2 separate regions of the Sus scrofa genome follow, and region 1 is linked to region 2. A link is a contact called in public HiChIP or PLAC-seq data. All regions are on one chromosome and are shown on one strand. The core of a region is the stretch at or near the end of the contact, and the rest is flanking DNA. Distances in the headings are between cores, read along the strand shown. Region 1 has its middle 49 kb from the start of FOXL2. Region 2 has its middle 27 kb from the start of ESYT3.

Region 1 (3,816 bases), core at 560-3,059, 440 kb after region 2:
ACCCAGAAACTCTGTTCTTGCCTATCCTTGGTGAACGTTATTTAAGTAGCTTGAAATTCTTTCTACAACCACAATGAAATCGAATATCCTGAGGGAAAGGGAAATTTCCCCATCCCAATCCTGCTCCTTCCAAGCCTTCCCCTTCAGGCAAGTTGCACTGTTATTCATCTGACTACTTGAGAGAAAAACCTAGAAATATAACTTCACTCTTTCATATCCCTCATTCCTCATTCTATCTATCATCAGGGCCTGTTGGGAGTTCCCTCGTGGCATAGTATTAAGGATCCGGCATTGTCACTGCAGTGGCTCAGGTTGCTGCTGTGGTGCGGGTTCAATTCCTGACTTGGGAATTTCCATATGCCACAGGTATGGCAAAAGAAAAAAAGAAAAGAAAAATCTTTAACCTGTTACACCACAGTGGAAATCCATTTGTGTCATATTTTAGATTCCGCGTATATGGTATTGTGTATTGTCTTTTATGACCCAGTCTAAGAAGAAGTCACATAGCATCACTTCTGTTGTACTTTATTAATTTTGCAAGTTGAAACCACTGTCCAAGTTCAAGTGGAGGAAATATGGACTCCACCACTGGAAGGAGGAGTGGCAGGGTTTTGCAACAACACACAGAAATAGAAATACTGCTTTTCTGGATGATTCTAGATAAGTCTGTTTGCCATAGCTACCTCCTCTGAGCAGCCTTCCCTGACAGCCCTTATACAAATTAGCTCCTCCTTCTCACCCCAAAGCCATTCTTTACTGTTTCAGTTTCTGGTTACTTCATAGCACATTAAGTTATCTTGTTGATTTATTTATTTGCTCACTTGCAGCCTATTTGAAGAACATAGTCCTCCAAGATCAGGAGACTTGCATGAAGGGAGGCCAGCTGGGCTGTTGTACTAAGCTCTAGCAGTTGCAATTGGAGAGGTGAAAGCTGTTTAGGGATGTGGAAAGTTGGAGACACTGCTGTTTGTTGATTGTCTGGTTGTGGAGCATGAGGGGAGAAGAGAGGATACTGGGTTGCTGGTCCATCTCAGAGCAAGGACTAACATGGGCCTGGGGATATGCATGGCTCGGAAGTGCCTGCCAAGGCCATGCTGTGCCCGGCACTGCTCGGGGGGAGGGGTAGGTGGTGTTACGTGGATGGAGAGTTAGATTGGATGCTCACCACTCTTCTCTCCTCTCCTTCCCAAGCTTCCAGGCACATATCCCATCTCTCTCTTTTTTTGGCTGCACCGATGGCATGTGGAAGTTCCCAGGCTAAGGATCAAACCCCAACCACAGCAGTGACCAGAGCCACCTCAGTGACAATGCTGGATCCTTAACATGTTGCACCACAAGAGAACTCCCATCTCCCAGCTCTCTTGCAGTTAGGTCAGGGCCCAGTGACATTACGGCCAAAGAAATGTAAGTGGCAGCTGAAGTGGGCCAGTTTCAGGTATGGTATTGTAAGCCATCCCATGTAATTCTCTCATGGCTCAGCAGGTTAGGGATCTGGTGTTGTCACTGCTGTGGCCCAGGTTTGATCCCTGGCCTGGGGAACTTCTGAATGCTGTGGAAAAAAAAAAAAAAAAAAAGACTTCCCACAAGATCCCGTAGTCTCCCTTTCCTTTCCTTCTAGGAGAGCCCGAACCACGGCAGTACCAGAGATGGGAGAGACCCGGGTCCCTGCATGACAGTGTAAAGAACTACTCTTTCACAACTTTTTTATTTCATGACCCAACGATTTTTTTTTTTCCATGTCCACAGCATGGGGAATTTCCTGGGCCAGGAATTGAACACAAGCCACAGCAGTGACAATCTGGAATCCTTAACCTCTAAGCCACCAGGGAACTCCTCATGACACAAAATTCCTGAAGAGACAGAACAGTTCTAGGATGTCCCCACATTCAGGATTTGTCTAAATGTTTCTTCATGTTTATTTAACTTCCTCCTCTATTCCTTATATTTCCTGCAACAGAAAGCCAATTCTGTAGCTTGATTCAATTCAGGTTAACCTTTCTTTGGGAAGAAGCATTTCAAAGGTGATGTTGTTCTTTATATTGCATCCTATCAGGAGGGCCATCAACACCCAGCTGTCCTCCTTTGGTGATGTTTTTTCTGTTTGAAGACTGAGTTCAGATGGGGGTTGCAGATTTCCCCATTGTAAAGACACTTCCCCCTTTTGCAATGAGTATGTAAACTATGGGGTAACCCTTGGTCACCATTCTGACATCCTGTTTCTGATCAACATTTCACCCAATATTTTTAGCATCCATTGTGGTTTCTTCCCTCAACAGTTTATATTTAGTATTTTTTCTGGCATTTATTGAGCAACTTACTATGTACCGGGCCCTCTTCTAAGGATTTTATCTGTATTTTTTTTCTTTAATCATCACAATAACCTTATAAGATAATTTTATTTTCTCCATTTTATAAATGAGGAAAAGGAGGCATAGAGAGGTATGTTAGTTTCCCATTGTCACTGTAACAAAATGTCAAAAATTCAGTGGCTTAAGACAACATGTATTTATTATCTTAGATTTCAACAGGTCAGAAGTTTGAAATGGGTATCAGGGGATAGAAATAGAGGTGTGGACAGGGCTATTTTCCTTCCAGAGGCTCTAGGGAAAAATCTGTTTCCGGGCTTGTCCAGCTTTTCGTGGCTGCTTGCATTCCTTGGCTCACGGTCCCCTTCCAGCTTCAAAGCCAGCAATGGTGGGTTGAGCTCTTCTCTCTCTCCCTTTTTTTTTTTTTTTTTTGTCTTTTTAGAGCTGCACCAGTGGCATATGGAAGTTCCCAGGCTAGGGGTCAAATTGGAGCTGCAGCTGCCAGCCTACACCATAGCCACAGCAATGAAGGATCCGAGCCTCATCTGTGACCTACACCACAGCTCACGGCAATGCCAGATCCTTAACCCAATGAGCAAGGCCAGGGATCGAACCCTCGTCTTCATTGATAGTAGTTGTTGGGTTCGTTAACCACTGAGCCTCGTGGGAACTCCAAGCTTTTCTCATATAGCATCACTCTGACCTTGTTTCTGTGGTCAATTCCCCTTCTCTGACTGACTGAATTTCTCTTCTGCATTCCTCATCCACTTTGAAGGACACTGTGAATTCACTGGGCTTATCAGGATAACCCAGAATGACCTCCCTGTCTTAAGGTCAGATGATCAGTCACCTTAAATTCCATCTGCAGAGTTCCCATCGTGGCTCAATGGAAATGAATCTGACTGGCATCCATGAGGATGCAGGATACAAAAAAAAAAAAAAAAAACTCCATCTGCAACTTTAATCCTCTTTTGCTCTGTAACCTAATACAGTCACGTTTTCTGGGGATTAGGATATGGACATCTTTGGAGGGGCTGTTATTCCTCCTACCACAAAAGATGAATACCCTGCTTATCACACAGCAAGTGAGCAGCAAAGCTGGTATCTGGGCTCCGGAAGCCTGGTTCCAGTGCCTACATCTTTGATCTCTATGTTATTCTTCCTCTACAAATGTACTAGTATCGGGGTTAGAATAGTTTATTATGACTTGTGTAATCTCTCCAGCCTCCCTCTTCTCCTGATTTCATAAGTTATCATGACACTCTCTATTATAATTGGCTTCCCAGAGTAGGCTACATATAGTGTCAAAATCCAGACTTCGGAGCCAGCTGGCTTGGGTTCAAATCCAGGCTAGGTCATTGACTTGCTATATGATTTGGGCAAGTTATTAAAGCTCTCTGTACCCCAGTTTCCATAATTTAAGTTGGGGAATTAATGGTATTTATTCCATAAAAACATTGTGAGAATAAAAATGTCATTATAATAAAATTCTTACATAGTAAGGGCTATG
Region 2 (3,910 bases), core at 907-3,406:
CCGGGAGGGCCCTTCCCCCTCCCCACTACACGAGGATTCTTCTCTTTTCATTCAAGCAGTCCTCGCAGAGCCTGGCTTGGCTTGTTGACTGGCCTGGTCCTATCTACAGGGATGTGTGTATCCCCAGGTCCAGGAGAGGGCCTGGTGCCACAATGTTAATGCTGACTGTTTATTAGATAGATTAGTAATTATTACAGCCATCAGCAGGGGCCTCCATGCCTTTAAACCTAAGGCAGGCAGGCAGGCTCCTACCATCAGATCCCCGCCTATGGCAGCCCCACGCAGCCCCTCTGGTTTCAGGGTCCTCCAGAGATTTCTGCCTCTGACTGCTCCACAGCCTCCCTACGCTGATGGTCAGCCTCTGCCTCAGTTTCCACAAAGAGAGCCCACTCTTGGGAGTTCCTGCTGTGGTGCAGTGGGTTAGTGATCTGGCTTGTTTTTGTGGAATCACAGGTTCGATCCCCAGCCCAGTGCAGCAGGTAAAGGATCCAGCTTTGCTGCAGCTGTGGTGTAGGTCACAGCTCCAGCTTGGATTCAATCCCAGCCCAGGAACTTAACATACTCCATTGTTGCAGCTAAAGAAAGAAAAGGAAGGGAGGGAGGGAGAGAGGAATGCCACTCTTAGAAGTTTCCACTGTGGTGCACTGGGTTAAGGATCCAGCATTGCTGCAGCTGTAGTATAGGTCGCAGCTCCTGGCCCAGGAACTTTCACATGCCCTGGCTGAGGCAAAAAAAAAAAAAAAAAAAAAGCAGGCAAGCAAGCCTACTCTCAGCAGCCATCCCTGGGCTTTGCTGAGGACTTGGGGTCCCAAGGAAGGCCCCTCTGCTATCAGGGGCCTCTCAGTTAACCCTTACCTCATACCACGCCAGACCCCCTCCTATCTTTCCTCCCCTGACAGCAGCCCCCCAGTTGGCTAAACACCCACCCCTCAGATCCTCTCACCTTTGCCCAGTTTTCTTTCTTTTGCCACAATCCCATAACCCCTTCCTAGGGTAAAATATGGTTCCAGCTGTTAATAGGGTGACCAAGGTTCCAGTTTGCCTGTGACAGAGGAGTTGACTGGGATGTGAGATTTTTCAGTGCTAAAGCCAGAACAGTCTCCAGCAAACCAGGACAGGTAGAAGAATAAAAACGTTCCCCCTGTTCTGTAACAACAATTCTACTAAATATGAATCAGGCAGCAGTTCCTAGTTAGCATCATAATCACCTGGGAGGCTGGTTAAGACACACTTTTCTGATTCAGCAGGTGTGGGATCTGAGCTTCTCACAGGTTCCTGGGATGTGATGCCCAGAGCCCTGAACTCGCTAATCCACATTACGAGGTCAGCAGAGGGCTTGGCGCTGGGTACAGGCACCACACACACTAGTTGCCAGCAGACTTGTTGCTGAGCTTGCTATTACCAGGCATGGGGCTATTTCTGCGTACCGTGTCCCATTTACATCCTCACAGGCATCCCACAACGTAGGGGGTAGGGCGCCTGTTTTACAGAAAAGGAAACAGAGGCCCAGGGACTGCCAGGCTGACTGAGCCTGCCCTTGCACGCGGTTCTGTCTGGCTGTTTACCGCCACCCCCGCCGCCCTGAGGATGAGGCAGTCCCACTAGCCACCCCACCCTTTTTTAATTTTAACTCGTTTGAGGCAAATCTTTCGCCGCATCTCCCACATTCCCGCCTTCTTCCAAGTGAGCTGAATGCAGATCCACTTCCCCTGGGTGACTCAGCAGAGACATTTGGAACCTAGATCACTGTCGTTTTCCGGAGCTTCTGTCCTGGGCCTCCTCCCAGGGGCACCGCCTGTCCGCCTGCTGCCTCTTTCCAGCCTTTTTTCTGAGCAAGGCCAGCCCTTCAGCTAGCAGTTAGAGACTGTGTGAGACCACTGGGGCCTCTGGCCTCCAGCCCATGGGAGCAGCTGGCAGCCGGGGGCCCCCCTGGGAGCCCACCTTGGCCCTACTTGATGGCAGCTAGAGGAGCCCAGGATGAAGGACACCAGAGCTGGTTTTCTAGTTAATGTATCAACTCCTCTTCCCCCCCCACCCCCCTGCTCCCAAATGAATCCAGACTTTTGCTCCTGCCCTGTGGTTGACATTGCTGAGAGTCTGGCATTCCTGGTGAGCAGAGCTATGTGAGGTGGTGTACAGAGCACAGCTGCCCAGCTGTGCTGCTGGCCGATGGCTTAAGTGCAATGTCCCACCTGACGCCTATCTTTTCCCAGCTGGGTTCAGAGCCTCCTAGCCTCAGTCTTTCCCCAAACCCTCTCTTCATTTGGGTCTCCATGGCCAATGAGATCCGTGTTTTCCCTCACCATGCCCCTCCCACAGCCCTCAGAGTCTGCTGGCCAAGGTGGCCAGCTTCCCCCAACCCAGCTAGCATGGCTGGGCAGGAGCCAAGGGAAGGACAGGCCCTTTGTCCTGCACTGGGTGGCAGGGAGGGGGTGAGGGGTGCTCTCTCCCCTGGGGGTTACCCAACCAGGCTCTCCTGGGTCCAAGGAGGGCCAGATTTCCTCCCTCTGAAGCTCCAACAGAGTTAATCCCTCTCTCTTGTCATTCTGCTCTCTGCTCAGTGAGGGATTTCTTCAGAAGTGACGTGCACTTTCTCTGGGCGGTCTAGTATCAAAGGCTAAGGTAGGAGGTGGGATTCACTGACAGAGACGCCTCTCTGTTGAGCAAAGAGCTGAAATGCCATTTGTTGAGGGCTTGCTCTGGGCTGGGCAGGGCCCGGGTTACACAGTCCGGTGAGGTGGGTAGGAGGGCACACCCCTGACCCGGCATTTATGTGAATGGCACCCCTGGGCTGCAGAGCAGCAAGGCCCTCACTGTGCCCCCAGGAGGACACTAAACTTCCCTCAGGGGAGGATTCTGTGCTTCAGAGATGTTCAGTAGGTCTCTCCAGTTCTCACAGGCCTGAGTGGCACAGCCAGGACTCCAAGGGTGTCCTCCGTGCCAACCTCAAACTGGAATCAGAGGACACTTCCTCACAGACCTTGGAGAGTTATTCCAACACTATGGGCCTGGGTTCCCTCATCCAAAAAATGGACTCGTGAGTATTGACCCCTGCTGCTGTGAGAGTTAAATGATTCAAAGAATGCTATGTGCTGGCATTCACGGAGAATAATCTCCCATACTTCACAGATGCTGTTCTTTTTTCTTTCTATCTTTTTTTTTTTCGTCTTTTGTCTTTTTAGGGCCACACCCGTGGCATATGGAGGTTCCCAGGCTAGGGGTCTAATTGGAGCTACAGCTGCCAGCCTACACCACAGCCACAGCAACACCAGGTCCGAGCTGTGTCTGTGACCTGTACCACAGCTCACAGCAATGCCAGATCCTCAACCCACTGAGCGAGGCCAGGGACCAAACCCTCGTCCTCATGGATGCTAGCCAGGTGCATTACCGCTGAACCACTTCCATCCAGTGTTATTTCTGTAGTAGTAGCCGCACTACTAGTAGAATGTATTATCCGTCCCTATTTGAGATTCCTGGGAAGCTGGGCCAGTGTCCCCCTTGTCCACCAGGGGGCACCATCACAGAGCAGATGGATCCCTTTCCAGCCTCACCGTGTTTGTAGGGAAGGCCTCTGGTTTCAGCTGCAGAGCAGTCCTGGGATGCCAAAGGTCAGCCCCTCTACCGCCTGCCCCTGCTCTCTGCCCTGCCCTCTGGGACTGCCCCCCTCCCCCACCCCCAGGGCCGCTTGTACCTAGATTAACATACACCCTGGGGACCCTGGATCCGGAGTGTAGCAAGTTCACCATAATTTGGCAAATGGTTCACACAGGCCCAGGCTGGTGGACCCTCTTAGGAACTGTTGGGTGAACTCCAGCACTTGCCCCCCTCTGGATCTAAACACCCGCTCCCTGGGAGACGCCCAAGACCCTGGCCTCTGGCCTGTTCACTCTGCAGCCAGCACTTCACACAA

Evidence for each region. HiChIP or PLAC-seq counts read pairs in DNA pulled down with a chosen protein or histone mark.
Region 1: a contact with region 2 is called in an H3K27ac HiChIP or PLAC-seq map of alveolar macrophages. The contact joins two enhancer-like sites. A contact is called at or near these places in 7 of 47 Hi-C or Micro-C datasets (embryonic fibroblasts, epiblast stem cells, heart right ventricle and 4 more) and 1 of 2 datasets of contacts at active chromatin or transcription factors (alveolar macrophages).

What each region holds. Positions count from the first base shown.
Region 1 is chr13:79,658,467-79,662,282 of Sscrofa11.1, forward strand. No RefSeq gene overlaps it. Among named protein-coding and RNA genes, the nearest start is that of FOXL2, 49 kb to the right of the region's middle. Within about 2 kb of position 1,810, at least 5 of the 83 cell types and tissues checked have an H3K27ac peak or open chromatin away from gene starts, as enhancers often do. A contact at or near this core is called in alveolar macrophages, where this site is marked.
Region 2 is chr13:79,216,750-79,220,659 of Sscrofa11.1, forward strand. No RefSeq gene overlaps it. Among named protein-coding and RNA genes, the nearest start is that of ESYT3, 27 kb to the right of the region's middle. Within about 2 kb of position 2,157, at least 16 of the 83 cell types and tissues checked have an H3K27ac peak or open chromatin away from gene starts, as enhancers often do. A contact at or near this core is called in alveolar macrophages, where this site is marked.